Regions from separate parts of the Mus musculus genome. Here regions 2 and 3 are each linked to region 1. The links are chromatin contacts, called in public Hi-C and HiChIP or PLAC-seq maps. All regions are on one chromosome and are shown on one strand. The core of a region is the stretch at or near the end of the contact, and the rest is flanking DNA. Distances in the headings are between cores, read along the strand shown.

Region 1 (4,133 bases), core at 1,142-3,641:
ACAAGCTACCTGAGACAATGCCAGTCAGTCATCATGCACACGGGAACACCCCATGAACCCCAGTGTTCCTTCTATGCTATGGGACTTGTCTCATAGCTATTTAACAAGGGTTCTGCAGGACCTGGCTTCGCTGGCCTGTCTATCACATGGATGAATCCCTGGGTATATGACTGAATGGCAGGGTGGTGGGAAGGACATATCTTAATATCGATGACTTCACAGAGCTGTGTGGGAGCTGGGAGGAGTCTAAATCCTTCGGATGCAATCACCACTTATGATATACCCCCTCCCCCACACTGCTGCCTCCTTTCCCTGCCTAACTGGTGCCAAAGACAGAAGGTTCCTTCCGTTATCCATTCTAAAGCCAGGGAAGGCTTCAGCCATCTTCTTTCTCATCCTCCTTCAGGTCTACCCAGTTGGCGAGGAGAGGGAGGCACCTGAGCTCGGTTCCCCAGAGCCCTTTCCAAGTACTTTATGCCCAAGACTGGCTAAGAGGGTGCACATAGGTCGAAAAGCCTAAGGGAAGAGGGCTTTCCTCCCTGTGGTGGCCTGGACTCAGTTGTACCCCAGAGCAAAGGCTTGCTGTAGATGGCCCCCTTCCCTTCCTTCTGGCCAGTAAGCACCAAGTCCCCTCCAGAACTCAGTTTCAGGTTATAAGGGACTAGAGGGTGCATTTTTTTAAATGGGAGGGTCTAGTACTCAGAAGACAACTTCACCTGGAGGCCATTTTCCTCATCTTAAACACCCCAAGTCTCCTTCCAGGACAGAACTGTTCCATCCATCTACCATCCGTAAGGGTGGGGTAAAACAAGCCATTAAATGGGGCTTCTGGGCTCAGCTTGGAATTTTACTAGACCCAGCCCCATCTACCCAAATGAATTTATCTGATATGTTTATTTTATTCCCTCCCCAAAATTCTGTTCGCTTTCTTTTTCCATTTCCATTTCATGAAGATGACTAAAATTTCCAGCAATTAATCTCATTAAGTGTCTGGCTGCCCCAAAGGACCTGCCTCCTCTACAGTAGTAGTGTAGAAGAAAACAGTTCTTTGTAGGAAAAAGGAAACAAAAACACAAAAAAAGACAACAAAAACAACGTTTAAAAAAAAAACCCAAAAAGATAAAACAGTTCCTTTCTTTCTCCTCTTGGTCTGAGAACCAGGGAGCTTCAGAGCTATCTGCCCCATAGCTCCTTTAATGGACCAAACTGGGCAAGAAGTAGGTCACGGTCTCCTCCCTATACACACACACACACACAGACACACACACAGACACACACACACACACACACACACACACACACACACACACGGCACAGTTAGAATGTATAAGGAAGCCCGACGGCTATGGTTTTATTACAAAATTTCTTCTCAGACGCAATGCGAGATCAGATGCAAAATCTCAGCGATGCACCTCTTCCCTGAGCCCTCCTTGGAGCTGGCCCCCACCAACACGGCCGACATCCCCGCCATAGTTAACCTCAGCCCCGCATTGCGTCTCCCCATCCCTGTCTCCCACTCTGCCCCGAACTTCTCTTTGTAAAAAACCTGTGAAGAACCCTGCGTCCCCGGCCCCTGCTGGAGCGCACACAGGACGGAGTCTGGCATGACAGTCCCTTCGCGCACCGCCGCCGCTGAGTCCTATGGTGTCCAGACCCGGGTGGTGCGAGGTACTTCGTTGATCGCAGGCAGCGGCCAAAGCCTTGAGAAAGAGGCTCCGTAGTCTCTTCCTCGCGGTGCTTCAACTCTGGCAAGGGCGGCCGGCGCTCAGTATAGTCCCAGGATGGCGGCGCCCACGTCCTTGGAGGGCCTGCGCTCCTGCATCAGAAAGTTGATCATGCTCTCGGACTTGATGAGCAGGTTACAGCCCAGGAAGAAAACGCCGAAGACCACGGTGAGCGACAGCACGCAAAGCACGGCGATCTGCGCCACGCGCGACACCCACAGGCTGCGTTCGTCCGGCGCCAGTCCTGCGGGGACCCCGTCGCTGGCGGTCAGTGGTGCGCCGCCGGGGCAGCAGTCTAGCCACGTGCCCAGCCCGTGGCTGCGGTTTCCCAGGGTGGCTCGGGCGTCACCACCCACCTCTTCCAGGCCGCTGTGGTTCAGGAAGCTCACGTTCATGCCGGCGTGGTGCCTGGGGGGGGTCTGAGAACGCAGGCTAGGACGCGCCCGGGAGCTGGCGGCGTCCGCTCTGTCGGGGACGCCCGGGGGGTCCCTGGATTACCCTTGCGCCAGGAGGAGAGGAAGGCGGGAAGTCGCCCACGCGCGCTGCGGTTCTTGGTCCGCCTACCTCCCCAGCGGGAAACCGGCGGCCAGGAGCAGAGAGCAACAGGCGGCGCGCGAGCTTGAGAGAGCCAACAGTGCGTGGCAGTCGCCCACGGAGCTCCGAGACTGCCGTGCTGCCCCGCCCCTGGCAACCGCCGAGCTCCGCCCCGCCCCGCCCTTCCCCAACCCACTCGCGTCGCCCAAGCTGCGGGGACACGAACCCCTCCCAGCGTGCTGTCTGCGCAAAGCCCGCTGGACAGGGTCAGAGTGTTCAGGCAGCTCCTGCCCTCGGGCCAAGTAATCTTTGACTCACTCTAGGCTGTCTGTTTTGGGCCGAAAGCTGCCCCAAAGGTGCGGGTTCCCAGAACTGTGGATGGGGGCGGTCTGGAGCCTTTTTCATTCTGTTACATTCTGTGTGTGTGTGTGTGGGGGGTAGCTTTGGCCCACGGCATTGCCCACTCCAACGGGTGTGGCTCTGGGTGGCCTGACTGTGCCACATTGTCTCTGCTGGCCCCTCTCAGCTTTTCCCTGGCTGAAGGCTGTCACAGCTAAGAGCTCTTTGCCTCTTACCATGGCCCCATATGCCACCTCTTTTTAACATATTTATTAAAATTAAGTCATTTGGCGGAGTTTCTATTTTATTTATTTTATAGAAATAATCATTGTAGATCACTTAGCACGGATCAGCAAAAGTTGGGAAAAACCCTCTAAAACTGCAAAATCCTGCTGTCTGGGGTGGGCCAGTGTCCTTACCTAGGTACAACCTCCTCCTGGTTGTCTCTATTTGTGTCCGGGAATGCAGCGTCTTGCCTACTGTAGCGTACATGCTGTTTTGTACTGCAAGGATCTGGCTCAGACAGTCTGTGCTTTGCTTTTGGCACCAGAATTTCTTTAGAGAAATGCTCCTATATTCCTTTGCTCATTATTCTGCTCAGCTTAAGGCAGGGCGGGGGTGGGGGTGGGGCGGAGAGGTTTAATCTGCACTCGCAGCCCATGTCCTTGACTCTGTCCAGCTGTAGTCCAGCTGTCTGCTGCAAAAGGTAGAAGTAGAGAGTGAGTATGGGGACTTCAGGGAAACCCGGCTCCAGTGAGCATACTCAGTACACGTGGGGGCAAATGCCCTGCTCCATAAGCTCTCAATCTTTCCTTCCTGCCCCCCTTACCCTTCCATCACTCTGGGTAGATCCTGCTGGGTAACTTGGTGTGAAAGGAAGGTTGAGAGATGTTTGCCTTTGACCTGTAGTGTGAAGGTAGAGAGAGCGAGCTAGGACCCCTGGAAGCTAGCGAAGATCACCAAACTAAACACAAGCCTGGGCTCTTACCCGGCTCCCCCCTCCCCGCTCTTGCTGGGACAAGAGTCAGCCAATTGCCTATGTCCAGCTGCCTGAAGAGGGGCGGGGCAGGAAGCTTTGCGTAGAGGCAGGCAGGCCTGGGGGTGGGGTACAGAAAAGTATTCCTTGGGCTCAGCAGAAGGGAGGCATAGAGTAGTCTTAGTTTGTGGGGACGTATTGCTTTTCCTACCGTGTCCTTTGGGATTTAGGGACAAACTTAGGGATGCTGTCAGCTGCCTGCCAAGTTCAAGCCTGCTTGCTACAGGGACTGTGCTTAGCTTTCAGGTAGTATCAGGGTTTGATTTTTCACATACAGTCTGGCCATTGCCTCTGTAGACCTAGGCTCTCAGGCTCCTTCAGCTCAGAAATGGGCGTCCTGTATGACCCAAACCCAGGTCATTACACACTCTCTGTCTGTACCATGAATCCTGGCAAGATTTGGCACAGTTTGATGTGTATGAACTCTTAATTTTTACTCCCCCCTATGTATGTATAGATCAAAGGTAAGTGTTTTTCTCCATTCCCCCCCCCCACGCTCC
Region 2 (4,133 bases), core at 728-3,227, 38 kb after region 1:
AAAAGTGCCTACAATTACACCAAAATATGTGACTTCTGCGTGTGTGAAAATGAGACACTGTTGTGTGTTCATCTCAGCCCAAAATGGAGACTCCAACAAGTGCCTGTGCCAAGGCCCAACACCTACAATGACACTTTTGTTATCTTGTAAGACTCACCTTTTCTTATTTCTGTTTTACATTCTGCCTGACATGGCAACCTTTCCCTCAAAGCCTTCCCAGACCTTCCTTGTCACCCCAGCTCCCATCAATTGACTTTTTGCTTTTACCTTGGCTTTGTCAGCTTTTTATTGTCTTCACTTTCCTTCTTACTTCAGTGCCCCTTCCCCAAACTTTTATTTATAATTTTCTTTTTCCGTATTCATTGCTTAACGTCCGTTCTTCTGTTTCACTACACCCTCTTTATAATTTATTTCATTAGTGAAGATGTAACAGACTGATTAGCGTAGATTGCAGAGCTGGACTCCTGAGGCTGGAGCCCAGATCTTTCATGTGGTAGCTCCTCAACTCTAGGAAGAATTCTTAGCTGTGAATGAACTTCATAACCCGTAAAATGGGAAGTCTGATAGCTACTCTTCCATAGGGCTGATGTGAGTCTTAGTTAAATACATGGAATATTTATCTTAGTTCTTAGCATATATGAGTGCTAGGTGTTAATACTTTGAAATTTCTCAGTTTTGTCCAGAGCTCATTCTTGTTCTTAGCTTTCTATATTTTACATTCATTGTGTGCACTACTCAGGGCTAAGAAGTATGGGAGCTATATATGTATGAAGTTTTTCTCTGGAATGTGAATTACTAGACAAGGAAAGGGGGAATATTATGTTAAATCTTAACCTTTGTCCCAAAGTGTTTTTTTAAATAAAGTAAAAATAGGGATTACAGCATAAGTAAAGGCATAGCTACAAGAATAAGGATTTAGTGGAATCACTTACCAGCAAAGAGAAAGCAATGAGACATATTATGAAATACTTTGAATATCAACTCTAGTGGTTTGAAAGTCACAGTATGCTATAGAGAACCATAGAACATTTCCAAGAACTACTGAAAAACTATTAAATGGAGGGCAGAACCTTGCTATGTAGTATAGGTTGGTCCTGACTTCATGATCATCCCGCCTCAGCCCCTTAAATAACAAATATAGGCATGTGTCATAACACTCAGATATAGGATTATTTTAGCACCCATGTGTTGAGTGATCCAGGGGAAAAGCTTAATTCTCGATGACCATGTAGAAGGATCTAGCAAAATTTAGGAATAAAGTGAGGGAGAACTGAGCCACTGTGGCCATTTGGTAGTGGGAAGGAAACCCTGAATCTCCACAGAGTAGGAGAGGAGAGGATTTAGTGACTGATTAAAGAGTTGAGAACTGATGCTGCCTTTAGTCCCAGCACTCAGGAGGCAGAGGTGGTAGATCTCTGTGAGTTCAAGGTCAGTCTGGTCTACAGAGCGAGTTCCACACCAGTCAGGGCTTATAGGTGAGAGCTCATTTCAAAATAATAAAAAAAATGAGCCCACAGTTTGCCTTGATGAAGATGAGGAAGACAGTTTAACAGATGGACTCAGCAGTCAGGAATGAGAGCAGCATGGGGGTTGAGTTCAGTTGTAGGCATTTCCTTTATTGGTGAACATAAAATTAGCTTAGGTGAGAGGAGATGTTCACTATCAAGTGAAAAGATTTTTTTCTTCTCTAACATAAAAAAATATGTTCAAACTGAGCAAGAAAGTCTTCACTGAAGTAAGAACATACGAAGGGTAAATACTCAAAGTGAGTCAAAGAACAAAGAAACTGAACATAACTAAATTTAATAGCTTCTTTTAAGCATGTGGCACTCATGTATAGATTCTCATTTTTGAAATGTCATGGAAGCCTTTTTGGTGACATGTGCCTATAATCTTAGCACTAGGGAAAAATGAGAATCACAAGCTCAAGGCCAGCCTAGACTGTACTGGTAAGATACTTTCTCAGGATGACAAAAGGGCTAGGAATACAGCTTAGTGGTAGATTGCTTGACTAGCACACACAATGCCCTCCATCCCATTATTAGGGCTGGAAATGGGGTGGGGGGAGTGGGACACCTGGGTAGATCACTCAGTTGTTAACATGTCCAAATTGCAAGTATGGGGATTACAGTTCAGATCCTCAGAATCTCATGTAAATGACAGGTTAGTGTTGACAGTCTACCTTACAGCTTGAAAGCTAGATACTACCGGAACAATCTGGCTGACACATGTACTATATCGGCAAGAGTCTAGGTTTGATTGAGAGACCCTGTCTCAGTAAAGTAGAAGAGTGAGTGTGGATAACCATTAACGTCAAACTTGGGCTTCTGCATGCACACATGCAAAATGGAAACAAAACATACAAGGTTTATAAGATAATTTATACACTTCACTCCATAGACCTTGTCACTCTTCTTCTGTGCCCTACCATCCATAACATAAATCCCACTTGGATTTTGGGGTGCAAAATGCAATTTCATTTGTGTTTTTCACAGATGAGCTAAAACTCCTTTCACAGTGATTTTGTGTCTTTTCCTTACGTGGCACGTCTGAGAACTATTTCCACACCAGTACATTTCTTTCACTAGTTATAATTTTTTCATCTTTCTAACACCTACACAGGCTTCAACAGACAGCCCTTAAGCAAAGTTTTGGTATTACTAATATGGTTTCTTAGTAGTTAATAGTGATTAAAAATTTGCCTATTTTAATGACCATATTAAATTTTAAATCACATATATTTTTATGGGCTTAAAGAAGGAATTCATTTAGACACAGTAAAAATACTTAGTAATTAACTCTCCTTTTTAACCAAAAGGTGGGTCAGATTAGAAGTTGACCTTTTGAGGAAGTATCTCACCAGTAGTCAGGCGTTCTTAACTGTGCTTCCTCAGAGACTGATAGATTCAGGAATCATAAAGTTGGTGGCGTCCCTCATTCTGCATCGAGCACTTCCATGAAGGTGTTAGGATTTTTACTGATTCTGTTTATTCTTTTCCTATTATTCAATTATATCAACTGTTTCTCCACAGAAATTTCAAAGGAAATGATATTTCTTTCATTGACAAAAATGTATGGAAGGTATACCGTTGGACTGAGAAATTGTGAGTAGTGTGTGTGTGTGCATAGATATATTCTCTCCAAATATTATGCAAAATAGTGCACTAAGGCCTTTTTTTGGTCCAGATTTTGAGGTGACTATGTCTGAGGAAAGACATTTCCTCTGCGCAACCCAGTAAATTTCTGATAGCTCAACATGGAAGGTTTAGGGTAGAGAGAGGGAGTTCTAATCTCACTAAATAAAGAAATTGGTATTGATTGCATTTTCCTGGTAAGTTGCATGAGGACTGGGGTGTGGTTCAGTGTTAGTACACGAGACCATGAGTTGGAACCTTACTAGTGCAGGCAAAAATTTTAATTTTAATGTTGTGGGGTTTCATAAGAGGCAGATTTGTTTTGCAGTACAGGAATAGTCTATGATGTCATTTTTAGTGGTTAGTAGTTAAGTAAGAGGGATATTGAAACCTTCCTTGTGCCATAATTCCTCAGCTCTGAGGTAACCACTACTCTAAATTGGTATATATCCATCAGACACATTTGCATATAGAAAATAACAGTGTCTCTGCTTTCCTTATCACTTTTACATAAATGATAACATCTGGTAACTTCTTGTTTTCACTTCATGATATTTAAAATTTTCTTTCACATGTGTAGAGGCTTATACTATTCATTTCCAGTTCTGTTTAATATTTTATAGTGTGTACACATCCGTGAGAATTTAATATTATCCTGCTGATTATTAGAGACTATCTGGTTTTTCTGTTACTTGTCTGGCTGTAATAAATGTCCTGTATACCTTGGACAAGTGTTTCTATAGACCAGATATCTAGAAATAGAGCCTTTAGGATAGTTTTTACATATGAAATTTTAACTGCCCTAAAAATAAGTAGTGCCAACTTACACTCTAGGCAATAGCACATGACAGCATGTATCTCTTCATCCCATTTCACCACCAATGTTCTCCGTCTGTTTGATGGTTTTTGATCCAGGTAACCTTTTAATTTTCCAGAATTCTCAGCGAAAATCACCTGACTGAATTACATAAGGAGTCATTCGAAGGCCTGCTATCCCTC
Region 3 (4,133 bases), core at 522-3,021, 34 kb before region 1:
CTCTTTCCTACTGTCTGATTGGCACAACCTCCTGCCAGGCAGTGCCCCTCCACCACGGAAACCCCGATTTCCACTGGCAGATGACCAAGCCATTGCTCCATGCCCTGCTGCAGTGCGGTTCTTCCAGGGCTTCAGGTTGGGGCTTCACAGGTTTGTGTTTATAGAGCAGGTGGGCAGGCAGGCCGTGGTGATTAACAGCTCACACATACAGTGCTGTAAGCCTCTGAGTAAGCCAGCATATGGCATGCTACATCACATTCAGGCAGTTGTAGGCTAGACATGACCTCTCAGGATTATTCTGTTGATTGCCAGCCTGATGTGGCACCACACTCACCAGGCTGCTCATAAGCACTGACTCACCAAATGAAACTTCCTCCAAGTCACTTTCCCCATTCTAAAGAGAGCAGACTAGCACCCTTCCCTTCTCAGGTTTCTGTGTAAAGCCATTCAGTAAGTGCTTGTCAGAAAAGGGGAGTCGTGGTTCTCTTAAAACACTAGAGTTAACACCAAGATACCAAGTAAAGCCTTTGAGAAGAGTACTAAACATGGCTTCTTCCTTTCAGGAGCTTCTGTGTTAGCAGGGAGTTTCAAAATGTCCACCTAGGGCTGGTTCTGAACTTGAGCAGCAGAACAAATGGTTACTCACCTGCCAGTGGGAATTGGGGCTTCCATGGTGGTGGGGCACTGCCTGGCAGGAGGTTGTGCTGGTCAGACAGCAGGAAGGAGAGACAATCACTGCTGGGTGACACGTGGTCCTCTTCCCAGCGCAATTGGTGTGTGGTTAGAGCCACCAGGCTCACTCTCAGTGTTTTTGTCTGCAGTGTAGTTGAAATTGAGAGTTGTGTGTGCACCCAGCCCTGGGATCCTACCTATCTGGACAGGTTATTCCATCTCTCTGGGCCTCACCTTCTTCATCTGCAAAATGGGGAGAGCAGGAAAAGTCCAGCAAGCTGTGTGAGTTAGAGAAATGTGCCTGTGAAGTAAGAGGGCTTGGTCTGTACTGATAGGGCATTTCAGTCGGAAAGGCCAGGGTCCAAAGGAGTGCTTAGTAGGTAAATCCATTGCAAAGTCTGCAGAGTCTGTGATCTGAGGCATCTCACTCACATAGACTGTGCTCACTCTGCAGTCCTCTTTTCTTTTCCTCTGTCTTTCTTTAGCAACCTTTCCCTGCCTTCTCAGAACTTTGTTCCCATCCTGAACACCCTGCAGGCTTCAGTAGAAAGCACTGCCCCTTTGATCCGTAGTTTCAGTCTAATTAGAGGGATAAGCTATAGATAAAATAGCTAAAGAACAAAAGCAAACATGTAAAAGCGCACGAGCAAGAACTGCTGTAAAGGAACACTTGAGAAGCTGTCTTTGAGAGGCGCCAGAAAAAACCTTTAGGAGAAATGAATGAAGTCTGGAAGGAATAACCGGATTTTCCTCAGTGGGGGACGTAGCAGATGAACAGATCAACACTACAGCAGAGCTCACTTGGAGAATTATGGGTCCGTTACCTCTTCTGCTGCTGTGCGAGCAGGCCCCGCCCCCTTACACACACCTTTGCTTTGCTTTCCTCCCCTGTTGGACTCTCTGATTCTTGCATTTGTCCCTCTAGTTCTTCTGGCTTGACGTTGGCCAAAAAGGCAGTGTAGTAAGATTTGCCCAGCCCCCAGGAGCTGAGTGGCAAGCAAAGTTAACCAAGTGCCTGCATTTCTTTCACAGGACTCTGACACCACCATTCCCATGGATGAATCACTGCAGTTTAACTCCTCCCTCCACAACATTCACCACGGCATGGATGACCTCATTGGAGGCGGGCACAGTATTCTGGAGGGACTGAGGGCCCAGAGACTGACCTTGAAGGTGGGGGCCCTGCTGGAGAATAGAGAGAAGGCTTTTTATTTTGTCCTTGTCCTATAGTTTAGTTCTGTGTTTGTATTGTTTCTGTGTCCCCAGTCCCCATGTGACAGTAAGCCCAAGCCCTTGAACTTACACGTTTGCCCATTGCGTGTAACAAACGCAGTGGCATTTCCTGATAGCTAGGGCTTTGCCCTCCTACTGACTCTGCATGAAATTGAGTTTGCTGTAAGGGGACCAATGACAGGCTGAGAAATGCGTCTTTAGATTTGCTCTTTTAAGAAGGCAGTCTTCTAAGGTGGTTTTCTTTGGGATTTCAGCCGTGGAGTGCACAGGGAGGTCCCCATGCTTCTCATAGCCACAGGTATCCAAGAAGCCTGCCTTGTTTGTACTGCTGAGACCCTGACCCCTGGGAGTGGTTTACAGAAACAGTATAGATTGCTGTCAGTCATGGCGTTTCAGCCTCAGTCTTTTCCTGTGTCAGCCCTGATGGCTCTGGGGGTGTGGGCTCTCCTTGTTATCAGGGTGTGATCCCCTAGAGTAAAGCACTGCCAGCCACTGGGCTGTGAGAAACAGTCCCTTGGAAGTGTGGCGGTTATCTTAGTTGTTATTGGGGCAGAGTTGTCTGCTCTAAGGACTCCAGTGTATTTCTGAGCAGCTCCCACCATCTTTACAGGGAGAGGAACCGACAGGGCGGTTGAAGCTCACCTCCTGTTGGCAGTCACAGTGTCTGCAGTGGCGCAGAGGTGCTCCCCCTTCAGAAGAGTCACTGAAAGTCTACCCCGATCTCTGCAGTGGGCTCCCTGCCTTTTTTTGTTTTTGTTTTTTCGTAGAGAACTGCCCTTTTCTGTAGCTCAGGGACAGTCTGTCTGTCCGGCAGGACGCAGAGCTGGTGCGGGTGAGGTTCTGCATGGTGTGTTAGCCTCCTCCTGAAGCCGGGGTCACTGAGGAAGTCCGTTCACTGCTGGGTCTTGACCTTTGTGATTTCTGACTCCGTTTTCTCTGCATTCCTCCTTCTGCCCATCTTGCCTCGTGATCTCTCCCTGCCTGGGCCAGGGAATTTTCTTCCTAAGCCACTTGATAGGAACAGGGGAGCATGAAAGCACTGGTGCAATTACTTTGATTTTATGGTTGGAAATAGGTACTTTGTGGAGTTCATGGTCACTGTGAGGTGATTTGGAAGGCATGACCACGGAGTAGTCTGTACTTCCGTCCTAAGATGATCTTACAGCACATCTCTCACTTTCTCACTCTAGTGAGACTTTGTCTACTTTCCTCTGGCAGAAGACTGATTTGACTTGAGACCTCCATTTTATTTTTATTTGCAATATAGAGAACCAAATGTAAGGCCTTATACATGCTAACCAGCCACTCTACCAGTGGGTCACATCCCCAGCCCAATATTCCTTTCTTTGGTTTTTGAGACAGTGTTTTATTATGTAGCCTTGGCTGGCCCGGAACTTGTTATATAGACCAGACTGGCCTTAAACTCACGGGGATCTGCCTGCGTCTGCATGCCAGACATTGAGATTAAAGGTGTGCACCACCATTGCTGGCTCAGAATCCTTGATGAGGCTTGTTGGTTTGTTGGCCCTTGTCTGGGTAGATTCCTGTCCAGGTGACTTTACATCTCCTTCAGCTGATGTCTACTCTCAGTGGTTTATTGATGGGTGTTCCTCTTAGAAAATGAATGTGGGGCTGAAGGCTGGACCATCTTTCTAAGCACAGTGGGTGCCATGTGTCTTGACCCTGTACCTCGTTCTGTTACTTCATAAGAAATTGAATATACACTTAAGAGTTAGAAAGCAACGAGAACGAGCAGGCCAGTGGTTTAGACAGTGGATTGATATACATGGCAGCGTTTATGTTCTTAAAGAAGGAGCTTTTCTGTTCTTTTGCTTGCTTGCCTGCCTGCCTGCCTTCCTTCCTTCCTTCCTTCCTTTTTCTTTTCTTTTCTTTCTTTCTTTCTTTCTTTTTGAGATAGGATTTCTCTATGTATCCTGGCTAGCCTTGGAACTCATCGAGAGATCTGCCTGTTTCTGCCTCCCAATTGCTAGGTCTAAATGAATGTACCACCATGCCCAGCCTTTGCCATACTTCTGTCTTTGCTTCCTTTCCCACTTGAAACTCCCTTGTGAATACTGACCTTAACTTACTCAGTAGAAGCCCTAAAGAGTCACTCTACGGAGTGACAGGTCATTATCAAGGATTGCTGGAGCTAGGGAGCCGAGAAAGTTTTCCCACATAGCTTTTAAGAATATAGAAGATCTTCCCGAAGTGTTCACAGGGAGGTC

Evidence for each region. A called contact is a pair of places that touch in the nucleus more often than the background predicts. HiChIP or PLAC-seq counts read pairs in DNA pulled down with a chosen protein or histone mark.
Region 2: an H3K4me3 HiChIP or PLAC-seq map of embryonic stem cells shows a contact between it and region 1, with 2.6 times the contacts expected there. The contact joins the enhancer-like site here to the promoter of Rprml in region 1. A contact is called at or near these places in 1 of 15 datasets of contacts at CTCF or cohesin (the NIH/3T3 cell line), 2 of 115 datasets of contacts at active chromatin or transcription factors (both in embryonic stem cells) and 2 of 9 other capture datasets (adipose tissue and liver).
Region 3: a Hi-C map of the C2C12 cell line shows a contact between it and region 1, with 2.1 times the contacts expected there. The contact joins the enhancer-like site here to the promoter of Rprml in region 1. A contact is called at or near these places in 12 of 39 promoter capture datasets (the 3T3-L1 cell line, embryonic stem cells, hippocampal neurons and 5 more), 6 of 15 datasets of contacts at CTCF or cohesin (the NIH/3T3 cell line, embryonic stem cells, hippocampal excitatory neurons and 2 more), 103 of 484 Hi-C or Micro-C datasets (8-cell embryo, the AML12 cell line, the AtT-20 cell line and 59 more), 12 of 115 datasets of contacts at active chromatin or transcription factors (astrocytes, bone marrow-derived dendritic cells, embryonic forebrain and 6 more) and 5 of 9 other capture datasets (adipose tissue, embryonic stem cells, embryonic tail and 2 more).

What each region holds. Positions count from the first base shown.
Region 1 is chr11:103,647,767-103,651,899 of GRCm38.p6, reverse strand. Rprml (reprimo-like) reads right to left here and starts at 2,391. Exons shown (of 1, transcript NM_001033212.2): 1 at 1,320-2,391. The coding sequence starts at 2,119. The coding sequence ends at 1,766. 1700072I22Rik (RIKEN cDNA 1700072I22 gene) reads right to left here. Exons shown (of 2, transcript NR_131143.1): 2 at 2,887-3,294.
Region 2 is chr11:103,608,890-103,613,022 of GRCm38.p6, reverse strand. It overlaps Gm884 (predicted gene 884), which reads left to right. Exons shown (of 14, transcript NM_001033434.2): 1 at 1-146; 2 at 3,033-3,104; 3 at 4,070-4,133. Among named protein-coding and RNA genes, the nearest start is that of Gm884, 3.8 kb to the left of the region's middle. Within about 2 kb of position 1,977, at least 3 of the 459 cell types and tissues checked have an H3K27ac peak or open chromatin away from gene starts, as enhancers often do. A contact at or near this core is called in embryonic stem cells, where this site is marked.
Region 3 is chr11:103,681,504-103,685,636 of GRCm38.p6, reverse strand. It overlaps Gosr2 (golgi SNAP receptor complex member 2), which reads left to right. Exons shown (of 6, transcript NM_019650.4): 5 at 1,705-1,845. Among named protein-coding and RNA genes, the nearest start is that of Gosr2, 14 kb to the left of the region's middle. Within about 2 kb of position 1,771, at least 38 of the 459 cell types and tissues checked have an H3K27ac peak or open chromatin away from gene starts, as enhancers often do. A contact at or near this core is called in the C2C12 cell line, the HL-1 cell line, Sertoli cells and 5 more, where this site is marked.